Linked DNA regions of Sus scrofa: region 1 is linked to region 2. The links are chromatin contacts, called in public promoter capture Hi-C maps. All regions are on one chromosome and are shown on one strand. Each heading gives the region's core, a stretch centred on a gene start, on an enhancer-like site or on the middle of the called end of the contact. The rest is flanking DNA. Distances are from core to core; before and after follow the strand shown.

Region 1 (7,022 bases), core at 3,803-6,302, 130 kb before region 2:
AGGGACTGTGTGTGTGTGTGGTGTGTACAAACATGCACATATTTAAATTTTTTCTTTTTCTTTTTTTTTTTTCTTTTCACAACCCCACCTGAGGTATATGGAAGTTCCCAGACTATGGGTCAAATAGGAGCTGCAGCTGCCAGCCTATACCGCAGCCACAGCAGCACTGGATCCAAGCCACATCTGCAACCTATGCCACAGCTCATGGCAACGCTAGGTCCTTAACCCACTGAGTGAGGCCATGGCTTGCCATCCTCATGGATATTACTCAGGTTCTCAATCCTGAGCCACAATAGGAACTCTGACCTACTTCTTTTTTGTTTGTTTGGCTGTGTCCACAGCATGTTTCTGGACCAGGGATTGAACCTGTGCCACAACAGTGACAATGCTGGATCCTAAGCCACATTTTATTCCTTTTTTTTTTTTTTTTCTCTCTTTTTATGGCCACACCTGTGGCATATGGAAATTCCCCAGCTAGGGATGGAATCAGAGCTGCAGCTGCCAGCCTACATCCCAGCCACGGCATCACCCCAGATCCAAGCGGCATCTGCAACTTACGCCACAGTTTGTGTCAAGGCCCCATCCTTAACCCACTGAGCGAGGCTAAGGATCAAACCCGCATCCTTATGGACACTATGTTGGGTTCTTAACCCGCTAAGCCACAACAGGAACGCCTCTTTCTATTTTTATAATTAGTCTTTACTTGTATTAGCTTGGGAGACACTGAAGATTATGGAGCTAGATCTCGAAAACACCCCTCCCTCTCAAGCCACCCCTGGCGTGACGCGTGCCTCTGTGTCTTGGCAAGCACTTCCCACACTAAGGCTGCCTCCAGAGTCATTTGGTCCAGCCCAGAGCACACTTGGTCTTCCCAGAAATATCCTTGAATAGAGCAGTTCAGAACAGGGCATGGGAACTGGCCGGAGGTTGTAAATTTTTCCTCCTTGGCACAAAGGGGGCCAGAGGAGCTCAGACCAGCACAGGCCAGCAGAGAAGGAGAAAAGCCCGAATCCCCAAGGGACAACATGAGGTTCAAAGGGTGTCCCTCTGCCACACTAAATGCAAACTATTTATTAAAAACAAATAAACAAACAACAACAACAACAAAACAGGAAATGATACTGATCTTGGGGGATAAAAAAAAATTCCATTCTAAAAAGAAATCCCACTCTAGCTCTTCTTTTCACAAGGGTATGTGTCATGTACTTGCTTAATTTCATAATTGTTCAGTGACACTTCCTGGGCCAGTTCACTCTTCCTTCTGTAAAATAAACATCTCCCTGACCCTGTTCTCCAGCTTCTCTTGCTGTCTGGTCACTCCTATGATGAAGCCCCTCTTTAGTCCTTCGCTTCTCTTTAGGCTGGTCTTACAGCATCCTACAACACCGTCCCTTTTTTATTTTATTTTATTTTTTTTAGGCAAATGGAGGTTCCCAGGCTAGGGATCCAACTGGAGCTGTAGCCACCAGCCTAGGCCATAGCCACAGCAATGCCAAATCCGAGCCTTGTCTGCAACCTACACCACAGCTCACGGCAACGCCAGATCTGTAACCCACTGAGCGAGACCAAGGATCCAACACTTGTCCTCATGGATACTCGTCAGGTTCTTTAGCAGCTGAGCCATGACGGGTATGCCTACAACACTGTCCCTTTTCCTAATCACACTCAGTGGCCAGGCTCTGGGGTATAATTAGCAAAAATGGGACACACCTTTCGTACAACCGTGTTCTGTCATTGAGGAAGTAGATTGGATTAAGCAATGATGGGGGTCTTGGCGAGGGGGAGTTCCTTCCTGCATCCTCAAGGCCCAAAGGCCCCCCTGCCTCAATGCGGGGGCTCATCTGCTCAGATGCTGTGGGCCCTGACGGTGATGAGGTGACTGGAAAGCAGGATCTGCCCGTCCCCATCTTTATCATCCCCATCACCTTGAGATCAGCTGGGAGCTCCCCAAAGGCCTGAGGCTGAGCATTCCTTGGGGCGTTTCCTTCTTGCTCAGCATCTAAAGACAAGTAGTGACACATGCGGTTTCTGTCCAGTTTTTCCCGGAGGCCTTCAATCTCCAGATTGGAGAACTTACCTTTGTGGGGGTTATTAGTAGGGAAATCTAGGAGCTCTATCCAATCCCCCCTCATCCTGGTGGGTCCAGGGAGCAGGCTTGATAGACTCAACCAAAAGCACTTTCCCTTGTCTTGGAACCTTGAGAAGAAGGCAGACAAACAGAGATGGCTGGAGCATCACCAGGGCTTCTGGGGTGGGCAGACCCGGTTGTTTCTGCTAAGAGATTGCTGCTGTGGTTTTAGGGGGCCTTACTCTTTTTCTTGGTCCTTAACTATTTCCTCTTTTTTTTGGCCACATCCATGGCATATGGAAGTTCCCAGGCCAGGGGTTAAACCCAAGCCATAGTAGCAACCTGAGCCACAGCAGTGACAATACCGCTTCTTAACGATGAACCACCAGGGAACTCTAGTCCTTAACTATTTTCAAGCTTGATGGTTCAGCTCCCATGTACTCTGTAAGCTCCCTGACATTCTTTCAATAAGTTCCTTTTAAATTAACTGGAATAGTCCTTTGACGCTTCGAACCAAGAGTGCTCACTAGTAGATCAGAGCCTCTGTCATCATTTGGAGGAGCAACCCTATTCGCTGAACTGGGCTGTGTCTGGGCTCGCTCACTGTCCCAAGCTGGTCTTAGGGCACTGGCTTGGGTACCAGGACCATTATGCCAGGGATTGGTCTTTTTTTTTTTTTTTTTTTTCTTTTTTCTTTTAGGGCCGAACCTAAGGCATATGGAAGTTCCCAGGCTAGAGGTGGAATTGGAGCTGCAGTTGCCGGCCTACATCACAGCCACAGCAACACCAGATCCAAGCTGCATCTGTGACCTATGCCACAGTTTATGGCAATGCTGGATCCTTAACCCACTGAGCAAGGCTGGGGGTCGAACCTGAAATCTCACAGAGACAATGTCAGGTCCTTAACCCTCTGAACCACAATGGCAACAAGGAATTTGTTTTAAATGTGATTTGCTCTCTATCTCAATAAGGGGGAAGCTGACATTGGCCAGGGCCGACTTCTCAGAGAATAAGGCAGAGGACAGACATGGCCAGTTCCAGGATTCTCCTGTGACAACATAGTGCCAGTTTCTTGTGGTCATGGGTTGGCTTGGGATAGGAGCAGAGGAAAAGGAACTCTTAGGCTGCTGGGAGCTTTCGGCTATATCCGACCCCCTAACCTCCCACCCCAACCAAACAAATATTTTCCCTTTTGTGTAAATTCCATTCCCAGTGCGAATGGAAAAGTGGAAAAACAAATTTTTGTTAATACAGGATCGTGTCCAAGAATTATCATCCTCAATCATTTTGGAGATCTTGTTGTCTAGGAATGCTAGTCATTGGAGAGATCGTGGCTGGGAATTCTGCATCCAGGATCTCAGTGCAGACTTCTCAGGCCAGCCTGGAGGTGGTGCTGTTTGCATGTAGTCACTTTGGGCTAATTAAGATGCTATCCTACCAAGTATGCAGCACTCAACTGCTGAACCTCGCTTTGCATCTTTATACTTAAATTAGTTCAAGAGGTTAGTTAGTGAAAAATTCGTGAAATTCAAATAATCTTCGGAGTAGTGCAAAAAACTTTCTAAGAGTGACAAAAAATTCAGAAGCTATGAAAAGACAAGACTGACAATTTGGAGAGCATAGACATGTAAAAAAACAGCAAAAAGGGAACAGTAAACTGAGAAAAATAATAGCAACTTTTGTGACAAAAAACCATTTTCTTAATATACTAAGAGCGTTTATGAGTATATTCCATTAAAAAAATTGGAAGATAGGAGTTCCCGTCCTGGCGCAGTGGTTAACGAATCCGACTAGGAACAATGAGGTTGTGGGTTCGGTCCCTGCCCTTGCTCAGTGGGTTAACGATCTGGCGTTGCCGTGAGCTGTGGTGTAGGTTGCAGACGCGGCTCGGATCCTGCGTTGCTGTGGCTCTGGCGTAGGCCGGTGGCTACAGCTCCGATTCAACCCCTAGCCTGGGAACCTCCATATGCCGAGGGAGCGGCCCAAAGAAATAGAAAAAAGACAAAAAAAAAAAAAAAAAAAACCCACTAATAATCATGAAACATTTCTCAAACACTCATGAAATGAACATTAAATTTTCATGAACGTGAAATTTAAATGAAAATTAAATGCAGTCACTTGATTGTGGGTGCCCCCAAAAATTGTTCTGTACAAAAACACCAGATTGTTCTATCACAAACCATTACTGTCTTTCTCTTCATTCTTATATTTTCCCCTTGGGTTTCCAGGCAGTTAGTTACTCACCTGTTGTCATATGGTGATGGAGCAGCCATTCTTCAAGAGCGCCAACCGTGGGAACATCACAATAGAGGCTAATCTCCCATTCTCACCTCCCAGTGCTGAGATTAACAATAAGTAACACTGGGATAGGTACTAAAATGGAGACATGGAGCAGGTGTGCCACGGGCGGTGTCTCTGCCTAAGCAGGTTCCACACAAAAGGAGATGAAGAAAGAATCGGAGGTGCGCGGCAGAAGAGGCGAGACAGGGCTTTCCTCCAGACGCAGGAACAAAGGGGTGTGCAACAGCCAGGTGCGAGAGTAGATCTGCAAGTTGGGGGAGGGGCGCCGGCCTCACAAGAAGGGGTTTCTCTGGTGAAGATTCCTTTCCAGCTCAAGCACTGCTTTCGGCCGTCGAGGGGCCTTACAATACTACTTGCCACACAGTTCACAGTTCACAGTTCTCTTCCATCCAACTTTCCTTTTTTGCAGACAACTGGAAGACTTAAAGAAGTGAAATGACCTGTCCCGGGTCACAGCTCTGGTCCACACTAGGTTGCCTGACTTGCAGTCAACCGCTTGTCCCGCCACTGGCCCTCCCGCACAGCGCAGGCTATCAAGCCCAAACTCCGTTCCTTGGCGGGGTCGGGCGTCTGCCAGGTGGACTACATCTCCCACAATGCCTTCGGCCCAGTCTCCCTCCCGCCACCCGGCTGGGCCCGGATCCGCCAGTAGAAAAGGAGAGTTTCCAGGGGCCGTTCTCGGTGGCCAATGAGCGCGGTGGGGGGCAGGCCTCTCCCGTCCATTGTTCTCGGTGCCCCTCGGGCTTGAGCCGCCGCAACTCCGGAGGGGCCGGGCAGTGCCCGGGGGCGCTTTTGCGCGCGGAGGGACTGCAGGAGCAGGATCTGGTCTCTGGAGAGGTGAGCCCGGAGAGACAGGGCTGGAGCCACGCGGCCGAGGAAGTAGCCCGAGGCGAGGGAATAACGGGCCTGGAGCCAGTGCGGGCAGCCCTGCTGGGGGAGGGGCGTTGGGGGCGCTGTCCGCGTCCCGCGCGCCCAGCTGTCCCGGTTTAGGCGCGGGGTCCGCTGAGAGACCGACGAGATGTGGACTCTTCTCCCTATCAGTGAGCTCTTTGAACGTCCAGCCTTGGTCGCAGGGTTTGGAAGGCACATTGGACGCGATCCCGCGCAGCCCCTCATTTTACGGATGGGGAAACTGAGCTTCAGAGGGGGCGTGTCTTGCTCCGGGTCAAGCAGCGAATTAAACTGATTAAAAACGGTTTCCCGGGCTCCCAGATTAAAGAGTGGTGTTATACCTGTGTTTCTTCTCGCCAGTTGGTAAATGCACATTGAGATCTTCGGTGTTTCCACTAGCTTTTCTTTTTCTTTTAAAAAACTTTTTCCTTCCCTATTTTCTTTTCTTGGGGGAGGAGGAGCGTTATCTGAATATTTATGATGTGATGATTTTTAAAAATAACTTTTGCCTTTTAGTCTTTATTTTAAAGAATTTGTAGTTTCACTGCTGTCAACGTTTTGTAGAATTTCTATACATATTTTTTTCCTTGTGTATATATGTTCTTTTCTAAAAGGAATTGGGGTCATACTGTGTCTGGTTTTTCTGCCTTGCCAGGTTTGTTTTTAATCCATTTATTTTATATTATGAGGATTATCTTAAATCATTAATGATTAATAATTCTTGTGGAGCATAATTTTAAAAATATTTTAAAATACATACAGCAGAGTGCACAGATCTTTAATATGTACACGCTTATGCAACCATTGTCAAATCAAGATCTGGAACATTTCTAGCTTCTTTGAAACACCCCTCTCAGTTACCCTCCCAAAGCCCTAAAAGTAGTCATTATTACATCAGCATAGTTTTTTTTTTTTTTTTTTTTTTTTTTTTTTGTCTTTTTGTCGTTGTTGCTATTTCTTGGGCCGCTCCCGTGGCATATGGAGGTTCCCAGGCTAGGGGTTGAATCGGAGCTGTAGCCACCGGCCTATGCCAGAGCCACAGCAACGCTGGATCCGAGCCGCGTCTGCAACCTACACCACAGCTCACTGGCAACGCCGGATCGTTAACCCACTGAGCAAGGGCAGGGATCGAACCCACAACCTCATTGTTCCTAGTCGGATTCGTTAACCACTGCGCCACGACGGGAACTCCAGCATAGTTTTTAATACATTTTACTGTATGCATGTGTCATAATTTATTAACTCTTCTCCTGTTGCTGGATTCTTAAGGTGTCAGGTGTTTTCTTTGGGGTTTGTTTTTAGAAACAATGTTATGGTTGTGCATCCTTCAAACAAATTTCTGTTTGCAAAGATGATTAAAAAAAATAAATTCCTGAAGGGCCAAGGCCGGATCTAAGAGTATGACCATTTTAAAACTTCATGGTTTAAAATATGGTAATAAAAAATAAAATAAAATATGGTAATAAAGCAATTGAGATAATTGCCTTCCTTCCAGTGAGGCTCAAAGTGCCTTGACATTTGAACCATTGCTAATCCTTCAGATGACCCCTTCAGATAAGAAGGCTGGGTGTTATTATCTCAACTTATTAGGTGGTCAGTGAGGTTGTGTGATTGAGTTGTATGTTAGGGCAAGGTCACCCTCTCTGCAGTAAGTCTGAACTGACTTAGGGCAAGATAAGTCAGTCCTGGGTTCGTGGGAGGACTGTGAATTTCTGATGCTCATGCTTTCATCTTTGGGAAAGAAAAATACTGTATTTTTTGT
Region 2 (6,892 bases), core at 2,654-5,153:
ATCCCACTACTGGGCAAATATCCAGACAAAACTCTAATTTGAAAAGATACATGCACCCCAAAGTTCATAGCAGCTCTATTTACAACAGCCAAGACTTGGAAACAACCTAAATGTCCATCAACAGATGAATGGATAAAGAAGATGTGGAATGTACATAGATAATAGAATACTACGCAGCCATAAAAAATGCCATTTGCAGTAATGTGGATGGAACCAGAGATTATCATACTAAGTGAAGTAGGTAAAAAAAAAGAGACAAATGCACATATGATTATTATTTATACGTGAATTCTAAAATATGACATAAAGTGGAATTCCTGGTGGTTCAGTGGGTTAAGGATCCAGTATTGCTGCTGCTTGGCTCAGGTCACTGCTGTGGTGCACGTTTGATCCCTGGCCTGGGAACTTCCACATGCCATAGGTGCAGCCAAAATAAAAAAGATGAATGAACTTATCTATGAAACAGAAACAGACTCGCAGATCTAGAGAACCCAGAAACACACTCACAGGTCTACAGAACCAACTTATAGCTACTAGGGAGGGGGGTAAGGATAGACTGGAGTTTGGAATTAACAGATACAAACTATTATATATAGAATGGATAAACAAGGTCCTACTGTATAGCACAGGGAACTATATTCACTATCCTATGATAAACTGTAATGGAAAAGAATATTAAAAGGATATGTATGTATAACTGAATCACTGTGCTGTACAGCAGAAATTAACACATTGTAAATCAACCAACCATACTTCAATAAAATAAAAAGATTTGAAAAATAAAATTTTAGCCTTTACAAATTGAATATTATTTTTTTAAATATAAGAATTCTAAATAGGCTTTTCTGCACACAAAGCCACTTCAACTGGGCATCAAGAAAGTAACCTACAACCAGTGGTATACTGGGGCCAACTTGCTAAATATTTAGGAATCTCGCAAGCTGGTTGTTAAACACAGTGTTATTAAAAATTAGCACAATTAAATTACATTAAAAATGAAGGTAATAAATATTCTAAATTTATCTTTCTACTTATTTTATTACTTTTTCTTTTTACTATTATCCACTTTTTTTTTTTTTTTTTGCTTTTTAGGGCTGTACATGTGGTATATGGAGGTTCCCAGGCTGAGGGTCGAATTGGAGCTGTAGCTGCCGTCCTGCACCACAGCCACAGCAACACAGGATCCAAGCTGTGTCTGCAACCTACACCACAGCTCACAGCAACACCAGATCCTTAACCCACTGAGCAAGGCCAGGGATCAAACCTGCGTCCTCATGGACGCTAGTCAGATTCATTAACCACTGAGCCATGACAGGAACTCCCTATTATCCATGTTCTTGAGAATATTTTTAAAATTTTATCTGTAACATGGAAATTACCATTTCTTCCTAATTCCACATTCATTGATGTCATGTTAGTAGCTTGAATCAGCCATGTTGGAAGTATCTATACCACAGAAATAAGCAAACTACATATCAGGGCTTCATGGATTAAGAAAAGCCTTGGGAAAACTGTGCTCTGATATTCCAATAAAAGAGCCACACTCCAAAGAGGAGATGGCAAATAAAATAGTATATAAGAGCTGAAAGAACTTTAGAGATCACCTAATAGTTTAAGGCAGTCCATGGAGACTCAGAAAGAACTCCAAGGGGTGTTCTGAAGCTAAGTACACGAAGTTTGAAAAGGAACAGTGTTCAAATACACAGTAGCACAAAATAGGGAGGAAAAGAACACTGGTCAAGAAAGAAACCGTGAGAAATGGCAGGCTGTAAAATGATTGAAACTTAACACAAATGAAATTCTAAGGGGTTTGGACTTTAACCCACAAGGCAATGGACGCTACTGAAAGTTTGAGGGCAGAAAAGAAGACATTAATCTGGTCAGCAGTACATCAGATGCTGTGAAGACAGTAAAACACTATAATTTTGAAAACTGTGAAGCAGACAAAAAAAATTACATATAATAAACAAAAATCTTGAGTAAGGTGTTAAAAAATCAATTAAAACTCAAAGCTCAAAAGAACATATAAACTCTGTGATTCCATTTATATAAAACGCAAACCCATCTATACTGACAAGAAAGCAAGCCAGTGGTTGCCAATTGCTAGAGATGAACTACAAAGGGGCACAAGATCTTGTGGGTGATAGAAACGTTCTGTATGACTGTAATGGATGCAAATAATTACAGAAACATATTAACTGATACACTTTAAATGGATGGAATTTATTGCACTAAAGTAATCCTTTGTGAACCTGGTAAGAAGAAAAAGAAAAACTACAACTCAAATTAATCAGACATTAGATGAGATATATTTAGGCATAAATGGAAAAGTTACACAAATGACAGCAATTTTAGAGGGCTAAAACCAAACTTCTAGTTTCCCTCTTTTCATCTAATTAGCTCTCGGTACCTAGAGTCACTATCATTTTTTCCCCGAGATATTATGTGCAGGTAAAAGCTCATTTCATAACTTATCCTTGCCCCATCCCCATGCTATCCAATTCTTCCCATTTCCTAACAATCTCTGGCAGGTAGCTCATTTTCTTAATCTGTGTAATGGGAATAACATTATCTACCTCACAGGTATAGCAAGAGCTTAAAAGTAATTGCCTTGCCTTAGTCATTTTCTACACATTATACTCCTTGAAGGCAGATCTGTAAAAAGGTCCGAGGCAATCAAAACTAGGCTCCACAGACACAGGTGCAGAAGACAAAAAGGAGTAACTTTTCCAAGTGTGCCCCTTACAAAAGTATTCCTAGTACCCTCTAGAATACGATCTATAAGTTCAAGACAGAGCAAGGTTTAAGGACAATACCAGGAGATCTAAATCTCAAGATCCCTGTGCCACTAATACTGGGAGGTATACCCGAGGATTCTGAGGGCTGCCACCTTAATGCGAAGTGACTCACGAGCAAGTAGAGTAACTGTTCAAACTCTGAACTCGGAGGTGGTTCAGGGAAGTCCGCGCAGCCCGCTGCTCTAGAAAGGCTGCAACTGCTGAAAGTAGCAAAATGGCTTTTGTTGGGCCTAACCGCCTTCCGGAGCACCCCCAAAGTCAGAGCAGAAGTGAACTAACTGCTAAACCTAGTTGCCAGAATCCACTGGAAGTCGCTGCAATTGGAGAAATCATGAGTTTGCCGCCTTATCAAGTTTAAAACAATAAGTAACCCCAACTCCCACTTACAAAATACCCTACTGTTTCCTCTTGCTCCCCTGCCTCATCGTGGGGAATGGAACGAGAAGACCAGGCTTCCTGCTCCGCCCATAGAAGGCCCGGAATCAGCTAGGGGCTAAAAATTGGGGACGGATAAAGCTACCTCTGGCCACAGACTCTACAATGAGATGGTGTAATCCCAGCGTCAGACCCGTTCAGGCCCTCACACTGGGGCCCAGAGATCCGCGGGGCACCGCAGCAGCAGCATTCGTGGGACTAGGAGAACGGTAGGTGGCCAACCTCACCTGCCGCTTGTTCATCCGCCGCACATCGTCCAGAAAATCTAGAGACAGCATGGCGCGGCTGGCGAGGGGACGCGAGCAGTAGGAGAGACGAACTGTGTTACCAGCGGCAGGAACGGCTGGCTCACCGGCCGCGCTCACACTGGACAGGACCCCGCGGCGCCCGCACTTCCGCTTCCGGGGCGGAACCGGGGCAGCCCTGCCCCTTCGCTGCGGAAAACAGACAAAGGGACGCGTGACCTTCCTAATCCAGCCTCTTGGCCTAGCTTCGCTGTAGAAGGGCTTTCGTATCCGGTACCTCGGCTGCTGCAAACAGACCGAAACCCACTTCCCCACCTCAGCCCCGCGGCCCCACACGGAGGCGGCCACTCGGGTTTAGCTAGAAGGCCTCCCTGCAACCTCCAGAAGGCGGGCCCTGGTGCACACCTGGCTAATAGGGAGCTGTGTCTCTGGGGTTTGCGAGTAGAACCGGCCTGTGATTGGCTGGCGCGTTCAAGCCGGGGCCGCGGGCCTGGGTGTGGCCCTGGACATTTCCCCAGCCCGGCCTCCTCTGGTAGGGCTGGTCTACCGAGCTAAGGGAAACTGAACGGCTCTGTTTCAGTAGTGCTGTTGGGTAAGGGCGGAATATATGAGAGACTTGCAAAGCACTGCCTGAACCTTTCAGGAGTTTAGGAAACTCTTGGTTTGAGAGAAAACAACCCGGTAGGATTAGAAAACTAATGTGACAGTGTGAAAAGACCATCTGTGGTGCGGATTGTCAGGTAGTCAGTCCCTTCCTCCTTTATTTTGACCTAACAGGATCTGATAGTATCCCTGAGAAGAATCTCCTGTTTTGTTTTTTGTTTTTTTTTTACCTTGGGCACCACAAGGTGACTCTTATCGCTTATTGCTGTCTGTACAGCTCTTCCTTGGCTTACCTCCCAATGAAACCATCATAAATTGAAATTATAAGTTGGGAGTTTCCATTGTATCTCAGAGGGTTAAGAAGCCGGCTAGTATCCCTGAGGATGCGGGTTGGATCCCTGGCCCCCAGCTTTTTAACAGTACCAGACTCTTTTCTTCATATGTTTTAACACGTACAAACAATACATGCGTACATTCTCATTGTAAAAGATTAAAACATGACAGGCAATCTAGCCACTCCACTGCTGGCTATATACCTGAAAGAATTCAAAGCAGGGTCTTGAAGAGCTGTTTGTATACCCATGTTCATAGCAGCATTATTCACAATATTTAAAAAGTGGAAGCAACTCAAATGTCCCTTAATGAAGGAATGAATAACAAAGGAAGTATAAACATACTATGGAATATTATTATGGCTTAAAAAGGAATGAAGTCCTATATGCTACCACATGGGTGAACCTTGAGAACATTATTCTAAGTGAAATAAGCCGAATACAAAAGGACAAATACTGTCTGAGTCCCTTATATGAGGTACCTAGAAGTAGTCAGATTCAGAGACAGAAAGTAGAACAGTGGTTCAAGGGTTAGGGGGAGGAGGAAATGGGGAGTTGCTTAATGGATACAGAATTTTAATTTTTCAGGATGGAAAAGTTCTGGAGATTGCTTGCACAGCAATGTGAATGTACTTGACACCACTGAACTCTACTCTTAAAAATAGGTAAGATGGTACATTGTTTGTTATGTGGATTTGACCACAATTTGAAATTAAAAAGCGAGTAGAATGTGATGGTTCTTTTTGCTCTTAGAGAGTCTTTTAGAGAGTCTTAGAGAGTCTCTCCCCTCTCTAAACCCATCATCACTATTAAAAGTTTTGGAGAGTTCCCCTTGTGGCTCAGCAGTAACTAACCTGACTAGTATCCATGAGGACTCAGTTTCAATCCCTGGCCTTGCTCAATGGGTTAAGGATCCATCATTGCTGTGAACTGTGGTGTAGGTTGAAGACACAGCTCAGATCTTGTGTTGCTGTGGCGTAGCTGCAGTTCTGATTCTACCCCTAGACCAGGAACCTCCATATGCCTCAGATGTGGCCCTGGAAAGCAAAAATAAATAAATAAATAAATAAATAAATAAATAAAGGTTTTTGCTGGAGTTGCCGTCGTGGCACAGTGGTTAACAAATCTGACTAGGAACCATGAGGTGGCCGGTTCAAACCCTGGCCTTGCCTAGTGGGTTAAGGATCTGGCGTTGCTGTGAGCTGTGGTGTAGGTTGCAGACGCGGCTCAGATCCTGCATTGCTGTGGCCCTGGCGTAGGCCGGTGGCTACAGCTCTGATTAGACCCCTAGCCTGGGAACCTCCATATGCCGAGGGAGCGGCCCTAGAAAAGGCAAAAAGACAAAAAAAAAAAAAAAGTTTTTGCTTTTGTTTTTTTGGCCACACCCTCAGTATTCTGAAGTTCCAGGGCCAGAGCCTAGGCTGTAGCAAAGAGCAGCAGTGACAACACAGGATCCCTAACCCACTGTGCCTCCAGGTAATTCCAACAATTTTCCCTTATAGTGCTTTTTCCCCATGTACTTAAAGTTTACACTCATTTTTTCACATAATTGGGATCACACTATACATTTCCTTTCAGTTTTTGCTCTCTTCCACTTCAGTGAGTTCTCTAGTCACATGACTGGGCAAATATCTCCTAATCTATCAGCATTTTTCCAACATGAGATCCCTGGACCAGTGATATATCAAGTTATCTACAGGCTATTTCAGCAGGAAGAGAAACTTTGTTCCCATCTATTTCATAAATTTTAAATGTCAGATTAATTAGGATTTTCTCAGAAACCATGTTATATCTCAATAGTCATTTCGCTCTTAAAAGTTTATTTTGTATTGGCTCTATAGTTTATCTCAGCTAATGTTCAGTTGGTAGGATGTAGTTAATCTAAAGTAATGTATTATTTTGTAATATGTGTTATTTATGTGCTGAATTTGAAATTTCATTGTGTTGTAGTTTATTTCAATTCATAAAAATGGATCATTAATCAGATCAGTTAGTTGAAAATTATCTAAGTCAGGATGCTGAATATTTTCAAACTCAGTAAAAAAGGTGTAAGTAAAGCATTGCTCAGGAATCCAGTGCAAACATAGATGTGAAGGGTGAATCTGACTGTGCTGAGTCTGGGTAAGTCACAAGTGTAATGAATTATGATGAGCAGTTGAAAAAGAAAAGTGCTAATGAGACATACAATGAGGCTCTAAGATGTATGTTTTTATTAAACTGGTAGTCCATTTGCCCCTGGCCCCCAGTACATTACATCTATTTCATTACATAGATTATGAAACTTAGTCAAACAAATGAAATTTTAGTGCCATTTTTGAAAAAAGTTCGGTGGCCAATCTAGTAACCACAAAAAATATTTTTTCTGGAGGAAGAAGATCCCACAAAATAATGTTTACTGATATAACTTTGATAAAATTTCTTCCTAAAAGTAAGAGAAGTGATCAAAACTATAAAGCTATCTGGAGTTCCCAGAACCAAT

The links. Promoter capture Hi-C pulls out the DNA fragments that hold promoters and counts their contacts.
Region 1: a promoter capture Hi-C map of liver shows a contact between it and region 2, with 3 times the contacts expected there. The contact joins the promoter of ZSCAN2 here to the promoter of SEC11A in region 2. A contact is called at or near these places in 1 of 5 promoter capture datasets (liver), 2 of 47 Hi-C or Micro-C datasets (embryonic fibroblasts and skeletal muscle) and 1 of 2 datasets of contacts at active chromatin or transcription factors (alveolar macrophages).

What each region holds. Positions count from the first base shown.
Region 1 is chr7:52,956,037-52,963,058 of Sscrofa11.1, reverse strand. ZSCAN2 (zinc finger and SCAN domain-containing protein 2) reads left to right here and starts at 5,052. Exons shown (of 9, transcript XR_002345788.1): 1 at 5,052-5,206.
Region 2 is chr7:52,826,278-52,833,169 of Sscrofa11.1, reverse strand. SEC11A (signal peptidase complex catalytic subunit SEC11A) reads right to left here and starts at 3,903. Exons shown (of 7, transcript XM_021098904.1): 1 at 3,884-3,903; 2 at 3,461-3,667. The coding sequence starts at 3,511.